Linked DNA regions of Hordeum vulgare: all the other regions are linked to region 3. Evidence: chromatin contacts called from public Hi-C data. All regions are on one chromosome and are shown on one strand. The core of a region is the stretch at or near the end of the contact, and the rest is flanking DNA. Distances in the headings are between cores, read along the strand shown. Region 1 holds the start of LOC123449002 (trifunctional UDP-glucose 4,6-dehydratase/UDP-4-keto-6-deoxy-D-glucose 3,5-epimerase/UDP-4-keto-L-rhamnose-reductase RHM1-like). Region 2 holds the start of LOC123449000 (THO complex subunit 4A-like). Region 3 holds the start of LOC123449003 (UDP-glucuronic acid decarboxylase 6).

The links. Hi-C and Micro-C count contacts between places; a contact is called where the count stands out from the background.
Region 1: a Hi-C map of seedling shows a contact between it and region 3, with 6 times the contacts expected there. The contact joins the promoter of LOC123449002 here to the promoter of LOC123449003 in region 3. A contact is called at or near these places in 3 of 6 Hi-C or Micro-C datasets (leaf and seedling) and 1 of 1 datasets of contacts at active chromatin or transcription factors (embryo).
Region 2: a Hi-C map of seedling shows a contact between it and region 3, with 4 times the contacts expected there. The contact joins the promoter of LOC123449000 here to the promoter of LOC123449003 in region 3. A contact is called at or near these places in 1 of 6 Hi-C or Micro-C datasets (seedling) and 1 of 1 datasets of contacts at active chromatin or transcription factors (embryo).

Annotation. Positions count from the first base shown.
Region 1 is chr4H:469,717,057-469,720,688 of MorexV3_pseudomolecules_assembly, reverse strand. LOC123449002 (trifunctional UDP-glucose 4,6-dehydratase/UDP-4-keto-6-deoxy-D-glucose 3,5-epimerase/UDP-4-keto-L-rhamnose-reductase RHM1-like) reads left to right here and starts at 1,296. Exons shown (of 3, transcript XM_045126061.1): 1 at 1,296-1,546; 2 at 2,133-3,632. The coding sequence starts at 2,139.
Region 2 is chr4H:469,617,260-469,620,655 of MorexV3_pseudomolecules_assembly, reverse strand. It overlaps LOC123449000 (THO complex subunit 4A-like), which reads right to left and starts at 1,906. Exons shown (of 5, transcript XM_045126060.1): 1 at 1,549-1,906; 2 at 1,278-1,421; 3 at 664-732; 4 at 406-584. The coding sequence starts at 1,770.
Region 3 is chr4H:469,852,011-469,855,660 of MorexV3_pseudomolecules_assembly, reverse strand. LOC123449003 (UDP-glucuronic acid decarboxylase 6) reads left to right here and starts at 1,461. Exons shown (of 13, transcript XM_045126062.1): 1 at 1,461-1,806; 2 at 1,991-2,092; 3 at 2,181-2,267; 4 at 2,909-2,996; 5 at 3,532-3,623. The coding sequence starts at 2,003.

The DNA of each region.
Region 1 (3,632 bases), core at 47-2,546, 130 kb after region 3:
GTTCTTGCAATCCATGACGGACCCTCCTATCAGAAGTCCACAAGCGGTGTTGCACCGTCAGCCACATGAAGATCTTGCTCGCAAGCGGACTCCAACACTTCCAAATGGCAGCGAAAGAGGGAAACCTGACTCCTCCCTCATAAAGCATCCTGTACGCTGAAGAGGCGAGTATACACCAATGTTGTGCCAAGCCCAGATCGGTCTGTCCCCCGTCTCCGGATCGGGCTGCACGTTCATGAAAATCTCCCAAAGAGAGATGAATTGGGCAAGGCCCTCAGGGCATAACTCCCCAACGATGTCATTAGTCCATGCCTGAGACAGGAGAGCATCCTTGACTTTGCGACGGTTGACAACTTGTGTCCTGACCTTTGCCACCACAAGAGGGGCAATCTCCTTGATCGTGGCACCATGAATCCATCTATCTTTCCAGAACAAGATGTTGTCGCCCGCTCCTAAATCCCAACTGACTAGACTGTCAAAAGTCTCGGACACACGTTTGTCTGCAGTTAGGTTCAAACCTTGCCATGGCATGTCCCTGTCCGTGCGCCTGAGCCACTCCTAGCGGAGCCTCAAAGCAATCCCATGCTTGAATAAGTCAATGACACCAAAGTCACCAAGGTGTTTCGGGCGACATACTCTAGTTCAAGAGACCACACACTTGCCACCATGTACCTCCTCCTATCCAGCCCAAAAGAAAGCACGACACCACTTGTCAACACGATCCAAAGCCCAATTGGGCGCTTCACCAACTAAAAGGTGGTGGGTAGCGCGCGCCTGCACGACCTGATTCACGAGAACGAGCCTTCCAAGGCTGGTGACCAACCCTCACTGCCAACCAGGCATAATGTGAAGCGCGGTATCCACAATTGCATGCCATTCAGACCTCTTCATCTGTTTGATGCTAAGTTGAAGACCAAGATATTTGCAAAGGAATTTGTCAATCCTCCACGGGAGGGTTGTCTTTACAAGCTCCTCATCCACACTCTCCGATCTGATCATGATAACATATTTACTTATTTTACTTCCTCCGTTCCTAAATACAAGTATTTTTAGAGATTTCATTAAGAGACCACATACGAAGCAAAATAAATGGATCTGCACTCTAAAATATGTTTATATACATCCTTACGTAATCCTCTAATAAAACCTTTAAAAAAGAATTATATTTAGCCACAAGTCAAAGTTTAACCAAGGAAACCAGCAAACCAGACGGAGGTAGAAATCAAATCACACGGTGGTCAGGTCGGTGGGAAAGTCCCGTCTAGAAGAGCCTGTGCTACTCCTGTGCTGGAGGAAAGGAAAACGAAAACGAGAATGGACGCGCGGACCACGCGGCGAAACGGTCAGGATCCTCCTTCCGCCCCACTCTCTTTTAAGCCCCCCATCCGCCCGTACTCGTCGGCGCCGTGCAGTTGAGTGCTCGCTGCTCCCTCCTCCTCCCCTCCAAGATTCTTCTTCGACCCCTCCCGATCTCCAAGGCGCCGCCGCGCGCCAGATCTCCTCCGCGCGCCCGCGGTGCGCCCTCGCCGCCTGCGCGATCTGCCTGGTGAGCCCCCCCCCCCCCCCCCCCCCTCCCCCGCTGCCTGCTCCTAGATCCGTGTCCTCGCCTGGAATTCCGGTGGCGACCTTGCGGTCAGACTTGCGCAGTGTACCATTCCCGTGCGTGTGTTATTTGCCGCGGCGAAGAGTTCGGTCGTGGTTTCACGTTGCGTATATGTGTTTGCCACCGCTGGACTGTGTTTGCCACCGCTGGACCTGGGGATCGTGATGATGGAAGATTGATGGGCGCCTAGTGAAAATTGCATTTGCCATGATCAGGATATTGTAGTGCGGCGGGTGTTCTGCTATGCCTGCTGATGGCTGTGGTGTCAGTTTAGTCAATTCTCTACTGTTTTACTACTCCATAGCCTGCTCATGGCTATGGTATCAGTTTAGTCAGTTATCTACTGTTTTACTATTCCACGGCCTGCTGATGGCTACGGAGTTAATAATGTTTTCTCTATTCTTCATTGATGGTACGAGTATATCTGCTTTTAGTTTTAGCAGGAGTTGCCTTGTTTTCCTAGTAACTTCAATGATAAGTTTGTAAGAATAATTAATAACACGTTGCATGTTTGGATATTAATTTGCAGGCCAAGATGGCGACCTATGAGCCCAAGAACATCCTCATAACTGGTGCTGCGGGTTTCATTGCATCCCATGTGGCAAACCGGCTAATTAGGAGCTATCCTCACTACAAGATTGTTGTCCTTGACAAGATTGACTACTGCTCCAACCTGAAAAATCTCAACCCTTCCCGGCCATCACCAAATTTCAAGTTTGTCAAGGGTGACATTGCAAGTGCTGATCTGGTGAACTACCTTCTCATCACTGAGTCCATTGACACCATCATGCACTTTGCTGCCCAGACTCATGTGGATAATTCGTTCGGCAATTCATTTGAGTTCACAAAGAACAATATATATGGTACCCATGTTCTCCTTGAGGCATGCAAGGTTACTGGCCAGATCAGAAGATTTATTCACGTCAGTACTGATGAGGTGTATGGAGAAACTGATGAGGATGCTGTGGTTGGTAACCATGAGGCCTCGCAGTTGCTTCCGACAAATCCATATTCAGCTACGAAAGCAGGGGCTGAAATGCTTGTGATGGCTTATGGGAGGTCTTATGGTCTTCCTGTGATTACGACTCGAGGCAACAATGTGTATGGGCCAAATCAGTTCCCTGAGAAGCTCATCCCAAAATTTATTCTTTTGGCCATGAAAGGCCTGCCCCTTCCAATTCATGGTGATGGCTCTAATGTCAGGAGCTATCTGTACTGTGAGGATGTTGCTGAAGCTTTTGAGGTAGTTCTTCACAAAGGAGAGGTTGGACACGTGTATAATATCGGTACTGTGAAGGAGAGGAGGGTAATTGATGTGGCGAGTGACATATGCAAGCTATTTGGCTTGGACACCGAAAAGGTCATCAGGTTCGTCGAGAACAGGCCCTTCAATGACCAGAGGTACTTCCTGGATGATCAGAAACTGAAGAAGTTGGGATGGGCAGAGCGCACAACATGGGAAGAGGGTTTGAAGAAAACAATTGAATGGTACACAAGTAATCCTGAGTACTGGGGCGATGTTGCCGGTGCATTGCTCCCTCATCCAAGGATGTTGATGACGCCTGGAGTTGAAAGGCATAACTGGACTGAGGAAATCAAATCTCTTGCTTCTTCGCCAGCTGAAGCCAAGGAATGTAACACAGTAGCTGCTGCAGCCACTTCCAATAGCACCAGCAGTGCCCCTCAGAAGGCCACCTACAAATTTTTAATATATGGTAAGACTGGATGGATTGGTGGTCTACTCGGGAAGATATGTGAGAAGCAAAGCATACCTTATGAATATGGTAAAGGGCGCCTACAAGAGCGCTCTCAGCTCCTGCAGGACATTCGAAACGTGAAGCCGACTCATGTTTTCAATGCTGCTGGTGTCACTGGAAGGCCAAATGTTGACTGGTGTGAGACCCACAAACAGGACACTATCCGCACCAATGTTGTAGGCACCTTGAATCTTGCTGATGTTTGTCGTGAGCAGGGGTTGCTCATGATTAATTATGCTACTGGTTGCATATTTGAGTATAATGCTGAACAC
Region 2 (3,396 bases), core at 657-3,156, 240 kb after region 3:
TGATTAATATGCTTGATAACCTAACCGGCTAACTAGTTAGACAAAGATGAATTCTTGAAACTGAAATTCATAATTCAATCACTTCTGCTAATACCCCTACAACTAAGAACAAACTTAATGTGGTGCCATTGCAACACGGAGAGCACCTACTGTTTAATAATGTCTCCTGAAATATTGGGGATCGCACTTGCCTAACAAACTGATGGACAAGTCTCTTGGTCATAGTGCAATGGAACACTTCTGCTATATATCATAGCAATTACAGCAAACAATTGTATTATCACCATCCACAAAATTTAATATCACATAGGAGTTTATGACTAATTCTAGCAAACAGGCAAATTTAGATGTTTGAATTGCTGTGGATTGAATCCACAAATAAATAAAGCGTCAAATCTAACATACCTCTTAGCAACATTCCTAGCATAGCTTCCATTATTGGTTGGTAGTGCAGCTGGAGCTGTAGGAGTGTTAGTCCCAAGTATCTCTATTTTCATAGGCTTGCCATCAAGTTGGACATTGTTATATTTCTTTATCGCTGCAACAGCATCACCACGCCTTGCAAATATAACTTCAGCTGTTCCCTGCAACACACAAGTACTGTCAGGCATCGCACAGAACCCACACATGGAACAAAGAAAAACATAAGACGGAATCACGTACCTTAGACCGCCCACTTCGGTCAAAGTTAATCGAGCATCGCTTCAGATCACCCAGCTCGGAGAAAAGCTCCTGAACCATTGAAAGAAAAAAATAACTCAGGAAGAGTACCCTATGAACAGGAAACAGCAAGAGCATTCTATGGAGAACGATATCAATGTTTAAGTAAACTATACAAACTGAGAAACCATAACAAGAAAAGAACCCCATGTGAGCAGCTTTGTGAACTTACGAAGTAAGCAATAAGATATGCACACAAAGAAATCCACATCATCAATTAAACATATCAAATCAAGATTACAGCAGCGCAAATGAGAACATAACCACACCTCCAAAGAGGCCACACCATTTGGAATAAGCTAAGAACTATAATTGAAAACTAAACCAAGTCCTATTCACCTAATAAGCAAGCTAAGAAAATTCAGAAAAGATTAGCTCGGTCCACTACAACAACGCGAGGCTACCAGCACGACCAAATTACAGCTATAGTACTGGCCTATGCCAGATCTAGAAATAAACTATATGAGATCGTCGGGGACCAACTACTCAGAAGCAACCGAATAACTACATGAGTATGAGAGCAACGACTCGACATGTAGATCCGGCGACGTATATACCTTGAGGTCCTCGGTCGAGACGCCGAAGTCCAAATTGGTGATGAAGAGCTTGGTGCCGGTCTCGATAGCCGAGACCCTCCCGCCGCCGCCGCCTCTGGCAGAGGCGTCCGAGTACATGTCGTGCTGCCACGCCGATTCCGGGGCCTGGATCGCGTCACACCAGAGTGAGAAAACCACCGGATCATCCTCCCGCGCCTCGGCGAAAACGGAAGTCCATCGATCCCCTTCGCCGACGGCGCAAAGCCTAGTAGCCCGTGCGATTCGTTCGTACCTTCGGCGGCTGGTAGGGCGCCGCCCTGTTCCCCGACCTCTTGAAGGCGCGCCTGTTGGGGCCGACGCCTCCGACAGCGGAGGCGGCGGAGGCCGCGCCGCTGCCGCCAGCGGCAGATCCACGGCGGCCCTCGAGGCGGCGGCCGCCCCCGCCGGAGGAGGAGTTGCCCTTCTTGTTGTTCTTGATGATGTCGTCGAGCGACATGTCGATGGTCTCCGCCATGGCTTCGCGCGCGCGGGGGCGGGCGGATCTGGCGCTAGGGTTGGGAGGGGGGAGCTCGGCGATGGGGAATCGAATTGATGGGGAAGTTGAATAGGGTTACCAAGTCGTGGGGTGTTGGGGAATTTGGGAGATATTTTTGCGGGAGGCGGGCGCGATAAAATAGTAGGGGGAGACGCGTAGGGAGAACGCGTGGTGGAGGTGGGGTGGGGGCGCACGAGTCACGACCCACGCGGGCGCGATGGGGATTGTTTGGCTGGGTCGGTTCGGGACTTCGCGGATCGGGGCCGTTCTTCCTTCCTACAAATTCCGTTTTATGCCAAACCAGTTTAAAAGCAGAACTATGTTTGTTTGTTTTTTCGGGGAAAAGCAGAACTATGTTTGTTCGTTTTTGCGGGGAAAAGCAGAACTATGTTCGTTAAAATAAAAAAATTGTTCTGCTCAAGACTCAGGGAACTCTTTGCTGTGCGGGGAAAACCAATGGGAACTACTACAATTTCAACATTAAAAAAAACGAATTGTCCGAATTGTGATATTGTCTTCTGATTGCCTTCTTCGAGTTGTACTCTGCTCAGCAGTTTTGCCTAAGTGAGGAGATGAGAAAATGATCAGAGGATATTTAATCAACCTGCTACACCTACTTGATACTCATACCAAATTTCGAGTGATGGACTTGATAGTTCAGACTATCCAAAAGACTATTGCGTATCAGAAGAGATCTTGTAGATATGCACCTTATATTCAGATGCTCATCAATGTCAAGCTAGGCAAGCATGCATATTAACTTGATCGTCTCCATCTACCTCTTCAACCTAAATTTGAGGACAATAAGGTTGTGATGGATAACAATGGTCCTAACTCAGCTACAGCATGAATGGCAGCAGAGACAACAAAGGCTGAAACTGCTAGAAATAGGTCACCTCCAATTCCACAGCTCAGAACTCAAGCTGACCAAATGCTTTTCTAGTGAGCATTGTCCAAGGCATGGAGAAGAACATTCAGGAGATTATGCAAAATCAGAAGAGTTTTGAGAGAGTTGTGGAGACAAATTCCACAACATGGATTTGAAGGTAACTGAGTTGACCACCATTGTCAGACAACTTCAACATGAAGTTGACTCTGTAAAGATTCCACGCTCAGAGGATGAAGATGAAGATGATGATGATGACGACGATGAGTCTCATCCTCCCACTACCACTAGGTTCAGCACCCAGCCTTGGTCAGTTGTTGTTCCTGCTCCGGAGACAAGACAATCATCTTTAGCACAAGCTTCGCCACCTTCAGCACCAGCTCCAGCTCACGCTCCTTCAGTATCAACTCCTCCAACTCCAGGGACATCAGCAGAAGCCTTCGTCGACGTTGTTCTATCGACTCCATCATCAGCTGCCCAGAGAAACGAGTAGTTCTATACTTTTTAACTTTTTGATAACTTGTTGCCAAAAGGGAGAAATATATAGATCATAGACTTCGTGTGAGAGAGAGCTTTTGACTTTATTTTCTCTTGTTTGGTTTTAAAAACTTTGTTCTTTGGATGACTTTATTCTGTCTATGTGGTTGATCATACGCTTTATCCTGTGTGATACTACTATATCATCTTTTAGATATCCTTGTGATGATCACTCACTTATC
Region 3 (3,650 bases), core at 212-2,711:
CACACGTCGAAAAAACTTAGACAAACATATGCTATGCAAAAACTGCTCCCTCCGTATGAAAATATAAGACGTTTTTGCAGCTTAAATTGAGTTGGGTCTTATATTTTGGTACATAGATAGAGGTAGTGTAAAATTACTTTTCTATTTTGCATTTAAGCATGGGACACCGTCACATACATGACATCACAATCGTATGAGCTGATTTTAGCTCTGAAAGTTGTTCATTCAGACGAAATTCTTCATTAATTTTGTTCCCGTTTGTTTCTACGCACTTCTTCAACAACAGGAAAAAGTTTAGGAGAGGATAAGGCTCATCTAAAACCCTAGAATACATCCCATCAACGAAGAAGACTGAGAAGATGTTCTATATATGCACCTCCAACAAGTGGCGAAGCCAGGATTGGGCCAAGGCCCGGCCCTAGGCTTGCAGCAGTGTTGCTACAATGCTAAACAGTGTCCGGGTTGCTACGGTCAACAAAGAATTTCTGCCACACGCCCTGGACCCAGCCCCCAAGGTATGGGTCTTGTCTCCGCCTCTAACAATAGCCGCCGTAGTCCACTAGTAAATTCGTCTATGTGTCCATGGTCGTAGCATGCGAGAGCGAGAACAACAAGTTTAAGGGGTATTCCCGCAGCAATGAAAGAAAAACTCAAGGCATAAATGAGATCCATCACCAAAACCACACGAGGGAAAACCCCGGTTGATTGTTTAATATAAGTACAGCTACACCAATTTATTTTAACCTTTGTTTAAAGGTATGTGCAAGAATAATACTACCAGTACTATTATACAGTAGATTGTCATGGACCTCGTGGCACTATTAATCCCCCAACTTTTGAGCAAGCTGCGTAACCACCCACTAACCACGGCACTAAAAAGATGTAAGCTTTCCGCTGGAGCAGCTCGGACTGACAATCCCGGAATTATAAAACGTCAGTGACATGATAATGCAGCCGTGATGTTCATGACGTGGTGCCCATGTTCTTCAAATCCTCCCACTTTCCATCTCGCCGATGCATCTGCTCACTACAGCATGCACGGATCACGACGCACCCCGACCCGAGTAGTGTATGTCGCAAGCAACCAGGTGATCGGGCGGTCTCGAACCCGACAGAGCTCATACCGGGTCGAGCCCGCGAAATCCTGTCGGTCGGCCCGCGAAGCCATCAACGGCCGCTGCTAACCTTACCCGCCAACAACTAAAGCGTGAAGTCAATGGCCCCACCTGGCAGCGACGCGAGCGCTCCCCCCCTCCACCCGCCTCCCAGTCCTAAACAACGCCCACTGACGCCGAACCCCCCACCAAACCCACGCCTAATCGCGGTTCTAAATCTCGGATCCGGGGCCGGGCCGGGCCGGGCCGGGCGCGCTGAGCTGTCCCCATCGAGCGCACGAGCCACCGGCTGGGGTGTCGCCGGGCGCCACCATCAGCGGCAGCTTTGCTTCCATCCGAAGCGCGAGCTGCACTGCACGGAATAGGCATTGATTAATCGCCCGGTTTTTCACCGCCCCCCGGCATTGTTTTTCTTTCCTCCCTCGAGGAAAAAAGCAGATGTTGTTGGAGGCGGGTGGTGTGGTGGGAAGTGGGATGGGATCTGAACTGATTGGCGCCGGTTGGTAGCAGTCGGTGTGTGTTTCATGCGAGGGGGAGGGGGAAGGCAGGCAGACAGACAGGGGGCGCTTATAAATACGGCTCAGATCTGGGGAGGGCTTTCCATCCACCTCGTCTCGTCGGTCTAATCCGATTCAAACGCGCAGCTTCCTCGTGTCCGAACTAAGCCCCAATCCCACCACCGCCGCCGCTGGTGAGCATCCGTCCGTTCATTCATCCTCTCCTTCCCTCCTTCCTCCTTCGGTCGCGATCGTCGATCAGATAGACCGTGTCCAGAATCCGGCAAGGTTTTGTTTGGGTTGGGTTCGGTTGGGCTGGGCTGCTGCGTCGTGTGGCTCTCTGACGATCTCTCGGCCCGGTTGGATCTGCGTGTGCAGGTGCTCGGCGCGATGGCGCAGAAGGACGCCACCAATGGCAACGGCGCCACCACGCGCCCGCCGCCCACGCCCTCCCCCATCCGCTTCTCCAAGTTCTTCCAGGTACGCGTCGGGATCTGATCGCTGCTGGATCTCGCTGCTTGTCGCTCGGTTGGCGCTAATTTTGGGACTGTGTGGTGGGTTTGGGCAGGCCAACATGCGGATCCTGGTCACCGGCGGAGCTGGCTTCATCGGCTCGCACCTCGTCGACAAGCTCATGGAGAACGAGAAGAACGAGGTGAGGACTAACATCAGATCCCCTAGCATCATTCTACTAGCTGTTGCCGAAATTGACCCCTGCGGGGTCAACTCCCTTCCGCTTGGATCTGACTGGCACAGTCAGAGTCACGAACTGAGTGGGTCTAGGATTTAGCGAAAACGACGTTGTGAGTGGAGAGTTGCTTTGTGCCAGGCCAGATCTCAGTGTGCAAGCCTGGGCATTGGTTTTTGCATGGTGTGGGGCACTACTGTTTAGAGCTCAAGCTGGAAACTCTGCTCCACAATCAAGTACTTAGAATTACAGAGATCCAGTGGCGGTGCTTTAGAGAACTATCGCTGTCCCAGCTTAACCTCGATCTGTCTCAGAATGTAATATCAACTACTCCCTCTGTACCTAAATAATTGTAGTTGGGGAGAACTAGTCTGTACAGAGGGAGTAAGATCCAGTGGCAATGCTTCTGAGATCTTGCTGTGAGTACTTCTGAATTAAGCAGAGTGCCTGTTAGTGGTACTGAGCTCTCTCATGTACTGTTTATGTACAATTCTACATGATTCGGAGCTCGGTTGATTTTGTAGAATCCAGTATTGTTACTATGCAGATCTATACAGACAAACTTAGCAAATGTAGACCAATCTGATTGTGTCTTCTTTTTGGTTCAGGTCATTGTTGCTGACAACTTTTTCACTGGTTCAAAAGACAACCTGAAGAAGTGGATCGGCCACCCAAGATTTGAGCTCATCCGTCACGGTAATACTGCATGCTGAACACATCTTGTAGTAAATTCTCAATTCATATCATTTCCATGTGGCCATACTAACACATAAGTTGTTTCTTTCTACTTTCCACTTTTCCGTTAAACTGTACAGATCCTTGTTAACCAACGAGAAATAAAGAACCATAAGTTTATTTGGTCATAGCCAATGGATGTACAAAAAACATGTCCTGAGTTGTCTGTTGAATTGAACCTGCAATCTTCTAAACTAGTCAGTGAAGCCTTTGAGTCAACTACACCATAGAATTTCATTTGTCTATGGCATGCTTATGTGACTTTCTTTTGGTAACTTCTGTTCTTAATAGAAAGGGCATCCATGCATATTAATATACTATGCTCAAGTGTTATAGTCCAACCATATTCTAAGATCAAGTGCTTTAGTCCAACCATGAAAACAAGTCAAATTACCAATAACTTGTGCTGCAAATCACTTCCCTCAATTGTTATATCTTCACAATTATATTCTTGTACGTGAGTTTTAATTTAATTGTGCATTTTGCTGCATTTCAGATGTCACCGAACCACTGCTCGTGGAGGTTGACCAAATCTATCACCTTGCTTGCCCTGCCTCACCAATCTTCTACAAGCACAACCCTGTCAAGGTATTTCCAAGCTCTGTTTTTGTGTTT